3 separate regions of the Gossypium hirsutum genome follow, and regions 1 and 3 are each linked to region 2. Evidence: chromatin contacts called from public Hi-C data. All regions are on one chromosome and are shown on one strand. The core of a region is the stretch at or near the end of the contact, and the rest is flanking DNA. Distances in the headings are between cores, read along the strand shown.

The links. Hi-C and Micro-C count contacts between places; a contact is called where the count stands out from the background.
Region 1: a contact with region 2 is called in a Hi-C map of leaf, with 2.5 times the contacts expected there. The contact joins the enhancer-like site here to the promoter of LOC107886478 in region 2. A contact is called at or near these places in 2 of 34 Hi-C or Micro-C datasets (both in leaf).
Region 3: a Hi-C map of leaf shows a contact between it and region 2, with 2.0 times the contacts expected there. The contact joins the promoter of LOC107886536 here to the promoter of LOC107886478 in region 2. A contact is called at or near these places in 3 of 34 Hi-C or Micro-C datasets (all in leaf).

What each region holds. Positions count from the first base shown.
Region 1 is chrA03:94,218,359-94,222,556 of Gossypium_hirsutum_v2.1, reverse strand. No RefSeq gene overlaps it. Among protein-coding and RNA genes, the nearest start is that of LOC107886483, 18 kb to the right of the region's middle. Within about 2 kb of position 2,271, at least 2 of the 9 cell types and tissues checked have an H3K27ac peak or open chromatin away from gene starts, as enhancers often do. A contact at or near this core is called in leaf, where this site is marked.
Region 2 is chrA03:94,944,450-94,949,177 of Gossypium_hirsutum_v2.1, reverse strand. It overlaps LOC107886478 (protein JINGUBANG), which reads right to left and starts at 2,433. Exons shown (of 1, transcript XM_016810449.2): 1 at 852-2,433. The coding sequence starts at 2,366. The coding sequence ends at 1,044.
Region 3 is chrA03:95,885,205-95,889,253 of Gossypium_hirsutum_v2.1, reverse strand. It overlaps LOC107886536 (paramyosin), which reads right to left and starts at 1,677. Exons shown (of 6, transcript XM_016810525.2): 1 at 1,555-1,677; 2 at 1-1,360. The coding sequence starts at 1,292.

The sequences.
Region 1 (4,198 bases), core at 1,022-3,521, 730 kb after region 2:
CATTCGTTTAGATACTTCAAAATTTGATCCAAGTATAATGTTACTATTTGCGAAAATAATATTTATCATTGTTATAAAAGAATATTTAACTATAAAAAATTAAAAATTATTATCATTTTATCTAATAAATAATTTAAATGGATTATATAATTCATTAAAATATTTATAATAAAATATTAAAAGATACATTTTAATATTTTATTAAATGAATTTATAAATTCACATATTTTAATAATTTTATATAAGTAAAATAATTTAAAAACTTCTATTATATATCAATTCTAATATGATGTCCTTAATAGTCATTTTTCATTTTCACCTCACCGCTACAGCTGCGTTTGAATCCAAACACACACTCCACCGTTGTTTCTAATCTCACCGCTACAGTATCCAATCTCACCGCTACAATAACTAATCTCACCGCCACCGCTGTTTTTAACCTCACCGGAGGTAAACACACTGTCCATCCAAACTAAGCCTTAAAGCTCTTGGAGTTACTAGAAGTGAATATATAATTTCAACAAAATGTGGGAGATACCGTGAAGATTTTGATTTCAATGTTGAGAGAGCAACTAAAAGCATCGATGAAAGTTTGAAGAGATTGCAACTTGAATATGTGGGAACTTTTTTTGTAAAATTTTATAATATTATAATTTTAGAATTTTTTTATGTATTTTGTATGATTTTTAAAAATATTAATTGAAAAGTTTTATAATTTTATTAGAATTAAGGATTAAATTAAAATAATTTATAAATGTTGAAGGTTAATTTTTTTATAAACTAAATTAATAAAATGTATAAGCATTGAATATCAAATATATTATTATACAAAATTTAAAATCACAACATCATCAATCCATCGTAGACTTAAAAGCACTTAACAAAAGAAATAAAAAAAAAAGATAAATTTTATTAGTTGAGTGAAAAAAATTTTGCCGTAATGAATAGTATAATTTACTTATACATTTTTCTGAAGTTAATGAAAATATAAAAAAGATATAAATATTTTAAAAATAATATTTTTGCCCAGCAAATTTAGATTAATGTTTCCATAAAATATATAATAATAAAAAGTGACAATTCCCAACAGTGTCAGTTTAGCATTCCAATGTCGGTTAAGAGATAGCTGAATATGATTATTATTATTATTATTTGTTCAACAGAGATAACTGATTGATGAGGACAACATATGTATAATCAGATCAACAACGTGGTTATAACTTATCTACTACGGTTGGTAGTTTCAATTTTATATCCAAGAAAAAAAGATTTCATTAATTTAATAATAAATGATTTAATGCATTTTTTTAAAAATATCATCATAAAAAGTACTTAACCTTTAAAGTTGCAAAATGTTACATCAGAAAAGGGGAAAAAATTTTGGCAAAATGACATGTGCGTTCTGAATATATAATTAATTAACCCTCAAATTCTATATACAGCTAATTTTATTTTATGAAAAAGAAAATACTTTGCTAAATTTATTAGAAACAAATACCATGTTTCATTAAAATGAATGAAATGAAATGTGAACATTTGAAGCAAACACATGGAATATGGGGTGGGGACTTGCAATGTGAAAATAATGCCGAATTTAGATCCTATTATTTATAATAATTTATTGGATTCAGGTATTGTTTTGTTTTTCTCTGAGAAAATAAGTTGATAGATCGAAAACGTAAACATTACACATGGTTGAGATACAAAACCTAACGTGCTGGAGATCCAATCCTCAACATATTCAAATTTAAAACAATTAAAAAAATCATTTTAATGGTGCCAAGACCAAACTTTTTAATCTTAAATCTATAAGTGGGTATTTAGAGATTGAAGATAGAAATGGGAGGGAAGCACGTTCTCCCATGTGAACCTTGTTCCCCCGCATTCTCCAGCTCTAATACCCAACCCCATTCCCATTTTCACAGGGTTTCTTAAATCCCATCGGTGTATGCGGTGCAACTCTCTTAACTTTGTAGACTGACAAAAAGGGCAATGTTGTCGAATACAATTCACCACTCTTTACCAACACTACTTTAATCCCACTCCACGTGTCTTTGGTTAATGCTGATGATCCCACCATCTTTTTGCATTTTCATTATAACTATACAATTATGTTTTCATTTATTATTTAATCATCATTTTTTCTCTGATTTAGTAATAAAAGCAAAAGTCTATATATTGTCTTTATACGCAAGATATACATATATGAGTAGGGTAGATTTATGGATGAAATTAATAAATTAGGTCAAAACATCACATGGGATGAACAACATGCCATGTGCCTTCCCAATACATGAAAATGACACCTTTATTTCCCTGTTTGCTGATAAATTGGCACAGGCTGAATCCAGATCCATTTCCCATTTCCCCTTTATTATTTCAACTCGCTAAATGTCATTTCATTTTCCCCACACAACAGAATTAAGTATAAAAATTCTGTTTAGCTTTAATGATTGCAGAATCTAAAGTGGATATCGTTAATGATGATGAAAACTAACAGCGCCGTCACTTTATTAAGTGAATGCCAATCACACAATAATATTCCATATAATTGTCACCTTTACACACACACCCCCAAATAAAAATGCAAAAAAATTGGATTTAAATTGTGAGGGTGAAATGTTATTTAGGGCTATTTATGTAAATATATATATTTTAACTACAAATGAGACTTCAAATTTAATTATTATATTTCACATCTAATAATAAATTTAATTTTTATACCTTTTAATTTCTATTTACAAAAAATATTTGTGAATTCTTAATCCAATTAAAAAAAATATCCCATAAACGCCAACAACTTGGATATAAGATTTAATTTTCCTTAACTTTATTTATTCAAACCCTTAATTTCACTTTTCATTTTTCTTTTTTATAATAGGTTAATGTATTTTAATTCAACTTAATTAAATTTTGATATAATGATTTATTTAGTTTTTTAATTTTATAAAAAAATTATTTTAGTCTTTTATTTAAATTTTTTATCTTTTTTAGCTTTTGAACTTATAATTTTCTTTTATCAAATCACCCCAAAATGGATAAAAAATTTAACGTTTTTATACGGTATACATGTGGACGACATATTAACATCTAATTAATTTTTAAAAATTAAAAATTATTAATTAAATTTTAATGTTGACATATTACATGATAATCCACGATTATATTATGCCTGAAATTTTCCTTGTATAAAAAAAACAAAATTAAAAGACAAATGAAGGAGCCTATTAGGTTACGGAATTTGCTCCAAAAATATCAAACTTGGGTGATACGAAAAGAAAACTCCAAAAATGATTCTTATTATGCTAAACATCAATATACTAATAGATTGATTGTTTGACTAGAATCCAAAAAAGTACGTAATTACTGCAAGGAACAAATAACACATCTTTGTTTGTCAACTTTATTCCCTTCTTCTTCTTTTTTTAATATAAAATAGGGTTGCTAAATATTTGATTTTCTAAACTAAGTCCTAACATTCCCTTGAATAATTTAGAGAAGAAGAAGAAGTCAACCAATTCCTAATGATTGGCTCAATTGGTAGTTTATGGAACTAATTGTTTGGTTGCACCAAAGATCCTTATATTTTAGTGTGATGCTTAATTCCTTTTGTCTAACTTGCATCATCATTTTATGGACGTAAACAATCTCACATGAATAAATTTGGATATGGACAGTCCTGTAGAATTAACGGACGGCCAAGGAGCCCACTACATCAAATCCTTTGTGACAACTGATAAAAGCATTTTGGCTAATCATGCTAGTATTGCGTGGGTTCTTGAATTCAAAAAATACTAAATTTAGAGATTTGAAAAAAAATGGTACTTTGAGATATATAGTAAGGAAGCAATTCAAGAATCTAGAAAGGAGTAATGTGAATCTTTTATGATCCGTTTCATTAAAGAGATTCTCTAAAAATAACAGATGATTTGGCAAAATTGACATTCTCAATACTTTTGGACAATGTTACATTCATACAACGCTGGATGAAATCTTTCAATCTCTACACGATTTTTCTGATGTAATGTGATCTCATTTTATATTAAAAAAATTAGGGAAGTTAAAAATAATAATTAATTACACTCAAAAGTTAAGTGATTTTTTACATTAAAATATACATATTCAGTTCTAAACTATTCTAATTTAAGCTCATCTAGGTAATAACCAACTAATAATTTGGGGGCTGGGAGTGAAATGG
Region 2 (4,728 bases), core at 1,184-3,683:
TCTAAACATGTCTATTTCCAACTAGTAGGGGTGTTTAAACGGTTAACCAATTTGTTAAATCGAACCGAATTAGTATTAATCGAATTAACCAAACTTTTTAATCCTTTAACCGTTAACTGAACCGAAATTTTTTCAAAAAATTAATTGAACTGAAATATTTCGGTTAATTCATATTTTTTTGTTAAAACAATTATAAAACATATAAAAATAAATAAACTGATAATACTCATTTGATAGAATTATATGAATTAATAAGAGCATAATACATATAATATTATTTATTCAGTTCAATTAATTAGATTAATTACCCGATTTTGAACCGAATTAACCTTTAACCTAAATTTCAAAAAATCTTTAACTAACTTTCGACCAAACTAAATTGATTAACTGACCGATTAATCGAATTAAATTATTCGATCTATTAATTCAATTTTAACCGAAATTTAAACACTCTTACCAATTGTTCCTTAAACCATAATAAAATCAAACTTTATCAAAAATAAATTATAAATAAATCAAACAAACCTTATTTCTATAAAAAAAATCTTAAAATGCCCATAAACTAAAATAACAAAAAAAATGTATAACATTAAAAACATTTAAATTACAAACTCTAATATCACTTTATTTCTTCCTCTCCATACACCAACCAAAATAAAAATAATAATAATGATATGGTGGCCAGGTGTAAGATATGCACACATGGGCACATGTACGGTGCCTCATATATATCTTATTTTAATTACTTAGAATTACTACATCTAATTAATAATTACTATTGCAATTGATTATCCTAAAAAAACATACTATTTCAATTAAACTTTTTCTTTTTTTCTAAATGAACAACATGATGCAGAAATAGTGAACTATATATTGAAAATAATAATATATCTTTCAGGAAGCAAACAAAATTGAAAGAAACAAAAGAACAAATAATCCAGGGTTGGTAAAACGTCCGGGACCATATCAGAAAAAATTTAAGCGGCCGCAAATTTTTCCTTTTCTTTTTTCAATTTAATTATGATTCAATTCCTTTTTTTTTTTCACAAATTCCATTTTCGGAAATCCGTCGCCGACGAGGGGCTACCCGAAAACGAGACTTTCCACGTTCTAATTTCGCCATCCAGGCTTCCGCTAATAACCGAAACTACATCACTATGTTCATCGTCTCTGACAGCCGTCAACGACTTCACCGGCTTCCGGTGACCTTCCAAAACTGCCAAACAACAATATTTCCCTTCCACTCCACGTTGCCAGATCCTAACCATCCGATCAGCGGACCCGCTCATTAGTAAATCACAGACGTTGATCAAGCATAGGATTGCCTTTCCATGCCCTCTCAGCGCTCCCGTCACCACCATGTAATTGGCGCTATCTTCCCTCTCCCATACCAGAATCGAACGGTCACACGCACCGGAGAAAAGCACTGATCTTTCGTCGTCTAAAGCCAGTGCGTTTACCGCTGACTTATGCTTCTCAAGAGTCGCCACCAATGCGTACCGCTTCTCGCCTGAGGGTTTCGCCCAGACTCGGATCCGTCGGTCAGCGGACCCTGTATAAACCGTTCCGTCAACGGAGGCCGTGATGGCGTTAATGGCGTCGTCGTGTGCTTTAATAGACTGTAAACAACGCGCATCCGATGCTCGCCATATCTTCAAGGTTTTATCCCAAGAAACTGAGTAGATTAAACCTCTATTGACGGCGAGCCCAGTAACGGCGTCGGCGTGTTCGATCCACAACCGCTTCACGTGACGGCGAACACTGACATAGTTCTTTGGGAGAACAAAACGACGTAAGCGGTCGTTAACGGTAGGTAGGGCGGTTAAGAACTTGTGCTTTTTAGTCACGGTCATTTGCCAGACCCGGATCTTAGAGTCCTGGTGAGCAGTGAAGACTTTTCCGTCACAGAAAGTGACAGACTTAACGGAACCGGAGGATGAATCGTTGCCGTTGTAGGCATCGAGAAGAGTGGATGTTTGGCGATCGTAGACGCTAATTTCGTTAACAGAAGCAACATACAAGAAGTTACCCTGAACCGCAACGCAGGTGATCGGGTGGTTGGGTAGAGGCATAATTGAAGAAACGCTGATGTCAGAGACGGAAAAGACTAAGGTATCAGGGAAAAGCTGTAAGGAAGGTACAGATGGCAGAGTCTGGAGGGAAGGGTTGCTAGGGAGGCTGCTGTAGCTCGTGTCACTTGAAGAAGCTGAAGATGAGGTGGCGCTCCCTCGATTATCGGAGGAACTATCGGAAACCAAATGTTCCGATAAGCGCGGTGGTTTTTTAGGGAACGGGATGGTGGAGTCGTGGGTTAAAGTGGCGCAGCTGCTGGTTGTGCATGTAGCTAGCCATGATCGGACCTTCATGCCGGCCTTTCAGCCCTAAAGCCAAAATATAGAAGCTAGGCACGAGAGAGGATTGAAGCAGGACCTTCGTTGTGGTTTATAATTATATAAAGAAAAAAAGGTAATACCACGTGGAGTTGAGAGAGTGGATATGGTACGATCAGTCCTAGGCTCCAAAAGGACAAGAAATGGCACGTCAAAAGGAGTAGTTTTGTGATTTTATTGGGGGTGCTCTTTCCCAGCTTGCTGCTTTGCAAATTACAACTCTGTAAAATAGAATTTAGGATTATCAATACAAATTTTAACTCAATATTTAACATAAACAATTTATAATTAAAGCATTAACGTATATAATTCCGTCATTCTAATCAATCTCCTTAAAATCATAAATGATAAATATGATAATTAAAAAAATTGATATAATAATAAATTTAGTCATAAAATTTTATATATTATATCACTTTATATTTTTTTAAAAAAATTCACTTTCAAAATTTATAAATAATTTTAAATTTTGATTTTAATTTTAAAAAATTATAAAAAATATATAAAATACATAAATACTTTCAATAATAATAAATTTTAGATTAATATAATATTAATAATATAATTATATTAATATTAAATAAAATAAAATAAAAATCCTCCCACCTCCGTAGCTCACCCCCTCCCACCACCGTTCCCTTACCCCCGAGGCAATTAAGAAGAAGTATGAGAAGGAATATTACAAGTATTTGGATACAAATTAGCCATGAAATTAATGGAATTCGGAAGCAATAGAGGGACAGTGATGGGTGGGGGTGGGGGTACGAGGACGGTGGAAGGAAAGTTCCGGTGGGAGAGAGGGAGAGGGACCGGAGTGAGAGATTTTTATTTTATATTAATATTAATATAAAATTTAAATTTATTATTATATCTTTTAAAAATATTTATGTAATTTTGAGAACATTTGTAAATTTTGAAGGTTAATTTTTTAAAATTGTATATAATTAAATTAATATAATATATAAAAGTTGAGAAATAAAATTGTTATTATACTAAAATTTTAACTGCTATGTAAACTATATAACATGAGTGTTTAAATTATAAACTTTTTATTTTGAGTGTCTAAAATAATTTTTTTTTATAATTGGGTTACTATCTATATAATTTACCCTAGATTTTGTATATTAAAAATTAATTATACTATTAATGTATATTTTATAAAAAATATAGTTCAAAAAATATTTTTATTTATTAATTGTAGATTTTTTAAAATTATATTACTCAAATAACTTGATGGATTAAATTGATTTGACGATTTGGTTATTTCCTCCAATTTAATTTTTATACAGTCTGGGCACAAATCAATGATATGAAAAGTTGGAAATATTTTTCTCGGTTAGGAAAATGGGGTCATTTAGGCTTTAGTTAGTGTAATGATGGCGGCCTAGCTAGAAGATATTTAACTAAGCTGTCTTCGATTGAATCATTTGCATTCTTTCTCCAAAGTAGATCATTTTAGGAAAAATAATAAAAATGAACTTTTAAATTTTCATGGTACAAAAAGGAAAAGTCGAAATCATCACCCCACAACTTAGCTTACCTGTTTCAAATTCTAAATTTGATGGTACATGAATGTACACTTGAATCTCTAATCCATTATTATTATTTCTTTGTTTCTTATATCTACTTCTTTTTTGCAAAATAAAAAAAATAAAATAAAATCCCAAAGTAGCATTAGTATGATGAAGTATGTCTGGACTTTAAATTTTCATAGTACGAACAATAATCTTCATGAATATTTGATAGATATAAAGAAATAAATAACATGAAAGAAACCATGTAAATGTGCTTTTGAAGAGGAATGGGAAATTACGAAAAGAGTTACTCCTTTTCAGTCTGGTAGGCTTACTGTGAGATATTTGAGAGTTCCGCTGGTCACAAGGAAATTAAAATGCTACAGATTGTGCTCCTTTGATTGAGAAACTTACCGGCAGAATTAATAGTTGGTCATCTAAGCAACTAAGCTATGCCGGAAGATTGCAATTAATTAAAGCTGTCATTTACAACATTAAACCTTATTGGTGTAGACAATTTCTTTTGACTAAATGAGTTGTTAAGTATGACTCCTATTTTAATTAAATTTGAGAAATAATCTTTTAGTTAAATTTTATTTATTTATTTTAATTAAATATTGATGAGTTTTAGATTATTTTATTATTATTTGACTTATGAATTTAGCTTATAAATAGGCTCTTTAACAACTTTAGAAAAAACTCATAACACATGTAGAGAATTTTGTGTCTACGTTTTGAGATTTCTTTTGTACTCTTCGTTCTTTTACCATAATAGTAAAATTATCTTTGTTCGTAGTTTTTTATTCTCTTTAGAGGGGTTTTTC
Region 3 (4,049 bases), core at 428-2,927, 940 kb before region 2:
TGAAACAACTCGTTAGTTTTGGACTTATTTTCAGATACCATCCTCCTGGACAATGCACTCCTAAGTAAAGAACCAATATGTTCTTTCTCCTTAATCAATCGAGCAACTGTTTCGTTTAAACTCTTTACTTCACGATTCTTTTCATCCACTAAGTCCTTTGTTTTCCCAGCAAGAATTCCTGTTAATTCATAGATAGACTCCATCCCCGCCAAACAAGCGCGTATATTTTCCACAGAATCTGTCTCTTGTGGAAGAAAAAAGGACTCCGATACATCTGACTGATCCATATTATCAGCATCAACAATCTTAATAACATCATAAATAATTTCATGAATTCTAGAAACGAAATTCAACTGATCAACCAGTAACGGTCTCTGTAATTCCATCCTCATCTGCCAAATTTTCAATTTATCATCATATTCACTGGTCAAGTTCCTCAACTCCATTAATTCATCCTGTGCCAAATTAATCTTCTCCGACATCTCTTTTTCAATCTCCCCAATCTTCCCATCCTTTTCAGCTATATTCTTCTCTAAATTTTCAATTATATTAGTTTTCTTTGCCACCTCATCTCGTAACCCACTTAATGTAGCTTCAAGCTGAGAAACTTCAATGGCAATTTCGTAATTTCGTTGCTCTATCTGCTCCCTGGCTTCGTTTCTAGATTTGGTTGTGGTTTCGATCTGTTTAACGAGCTCTTCAACGATCTCGTTTGTTCTTTTGATGACTCCATAAGCAACGGAGGGCAGTCCGGTGTACTTTTGCGATCGCGGCAATCCTCCAGCAGAGAAGTTCTTGAAATTATTAACTTTTCCAGATATTTTTTCTATACCTGAAACAAGCATATGAGCAGAAGTCTCGATCTCCGATCGCAATCCATCTTTTCCCTTGGACGCTTCCTCCAATTGCTTCGCCAAATCTTCTCTCTGTTTCGTAACCTCGACTTTAATCTTATTAGCTTCAGCTAATTGCGCCGTTAAGTTATCGTTCGATCTCAAAGCTTCTTCTTTCTCGCGGAGAGCTTCGTCACGTTGTCTCCCACACTCATCTCGCTTCTTAATCGCCTCGTGAGCCAAAGCTTTTAATCGATTAAACGAAACTTGAAGTTCTGATTTGGAATTCTCGGCAGCTTCTCGTGCTTGTTTCTCGCGATCGAGCTCCGCCAGAATTTCACGGAATTTCTCGACCGATACATCCTCTCGAGACGGATCTTTAATAACAATCGGTACCGGCTCATCAGACTCCACGTCACTGAGCACTGCATCGACTTCTTCATTGCCCGCACTCGTCATTTAAAAAAGAAGCCAATTATTTATATAATCGACAGTAAAAAATCCCGTATTTTGGTGCGATCCGAACCCTAGAATTGGAAGCAGAGGAGGAAGATAATGGAAGTAACCGATCGATATTAGTTGAGAAGGGAGGAAGGAAATGAAATCATTGAAATAGGGAAAAAAACAGGTGAGGATAAATTACGATTAAATTATAACCAGAAATTGCTTCCAAAAAGAGGTCTAGTGAAATTAAGATTAAGAGAAATAGGGGTGTCGTTACCTAAACGAGACGGTGAAGCCGAAGAACAAAGAACACGATTAGCTACCAACCAGTCTCTCCTTGGTCTCTGGTATTTTATTTTATTAGCGCCTTGAAAGGAAATTAACTTCACAAGGAAAACAATTTTAAAATTTTAAAATATGAAATTAAAAGGTTTATGTTTTGGTGAATATACGGCTTAGATGGTGCCACGTTGAGTAGCTTCTTTTTGGTATTCTAATTTGACGGGTCAGATTGATTAAGAGGATTACGTTTTAGGATTTGACTTCCAACCGGAAAATTTAGGGGTTGAAAAAACAATTAAATAAACCCTTAAATGCGAATAATTTCTCGTAATTGCACTTAAAAATTATTGATTTCTTATGGTCCGTTTGAATAGACGGTTGATAGTGCATTTAGTTATTTTTTCTCTCACATTATAATATTTAATTTCACTTTCATTATTATTTTTATATTAATAGTAAAAAAATTCATCGTTCATCCAAATGCATTCCTAATTAAAAGTTAATAGTGTAGTTTTTTAATTTAGATTTAATTATTAATTTCTTAACATTTAAGTTCCAAGTTATAAAAATGATAAAACTTTATTCCAATTTATAAAAATGATAAAATTTTATTCTAAAAATATGAAAAATATGAAAATATTAAATAAAATAAAAATTTTCAAATGATGAAAAAATAAAAAATGAAAACTTTTAAAAAATAAAAAATCAAATAAACTGTTACAAATAAATGTGGATGTCCAAATTCTAATCCCTTTATTTATGAGATAAAATCCCTCTCATTCATTATGAAAGTAAATATGCAAGTTGTGTTAATGAAGCACTTAACTAAGCTTCATTTATGTGTGTTGTATTAAATGGCAATAATTATAAATAAAACCCTTATATGCGTGAAATGAGATACGCGAAAATTATCTATTGATTTGATCTATTGTTTACTTTTTTAGTATTCTTTTACTTGATTATTTGATAACACGTTATCTGCCTATAAATCTTCCATTAAACTATATACGACATATGTATTTTCATAATTGTTTTAATTTGTTCATCATATTTTGATAGAAAGAGAAATATTCAAAGCATACAAATCTTTTTTTTGTTAAACTATTTGATTTTTTCACCATTTTTTTAAAAGGTTAGTAATTTTTTTCAATTATTTCAATTTGTTTTAATTTATATCTTATTTTCTTGATCTAGATAATTTGCATAAAATTTTATATTATATTATTTGTTTGTTTGTTTTACATTGCTGCTTGCATACTCTTTCATGGATTTATTATTTATGGACTACGTGGTAGATTGGGATTTCATGTTAATGCATAATGTTATATGTAACCTATCAGGCATTTTTTGAAAGAGATTTGTTGTTTGTTAATTTTGTGTGTTTTGCATTCAATTGACATGTGCATTAAGTTCCTAATTTTATTTAAAATATGATTGGCCAATACACTATTTGACATTTTCTATAAGTAGCTCTTGAAATTCTTGATGAATATTACCTCTTTTATTGTTATTACTGGTCATAGTTTTTTCCATTTAATTTGTTGATTTATGATGGAAGTTACCACTTCTCTTTCTTTTTAAATATCCACCATGCATCATTTCAACTTAACCAAGTAAACCTGGTTAATTATTGATCATTATGCACTGGTAAAATGTAATATATATTTTTAATGCATTTAGTTTAGCTATAATAACTAGATTTTACGGGCTAGCAAGGTTAGTACATGCTAACTTGTATAAAGATGATCAAAGCTCACAAAGAATTTTTCTTTCCAGCATTTGCACCCGAGAATTTCTTTATGGGTTTCTATACCTCCACCTTTGTTTTATTTGTAGTAATGAGAATAATATTTTTAAAATTGTTTATTCCTTTTATTTGATGTTCACATGTAGCTTAGTGGTAATCTTGATTGCGTCAATAATTCTCTGCTTACTGTTTAAAATGTTTTAAAAAGTATTATAAATTGATATCATGTATTCTTATAGCTAAACAAAATAACAAGTTATTCGTTTCACTAATTATGCTCCATTCCCCGAAGTGAATGTAGCAATACATAACAATTATGAAAAATGAAAATATAGAGTTCATGGTTGTCATTGTAATTGAGGATGTGGTTGGAAATGTACTAATAACCAGTGATACTTCTAATCACTAGAAAACGAATAATAATGTAAAACAAAAAAATTGTAGTCAAAATATTTGAAGGTTATTGAAAATTCATACTACCGATGTGGTATAAAAATGCATTAGTCATGTACCTGACGTACGTTTAAGCATCTAGTAAAACTTTATCAAAGCATCCATTAAAAGAAGAAGAAGAACAAAAACTATATTGAGGCAAATTTCGTTAGCCCAAAATGATGAAATGAATGATAGCTTTTTCAAATATATACATATATATATATAATGCTAAAGCTAACTATGCATACAAGGATGGTGATTTTAAAGGCGTTAATGATATAGCTTATTTGTATGTTTCTAATTTTCCT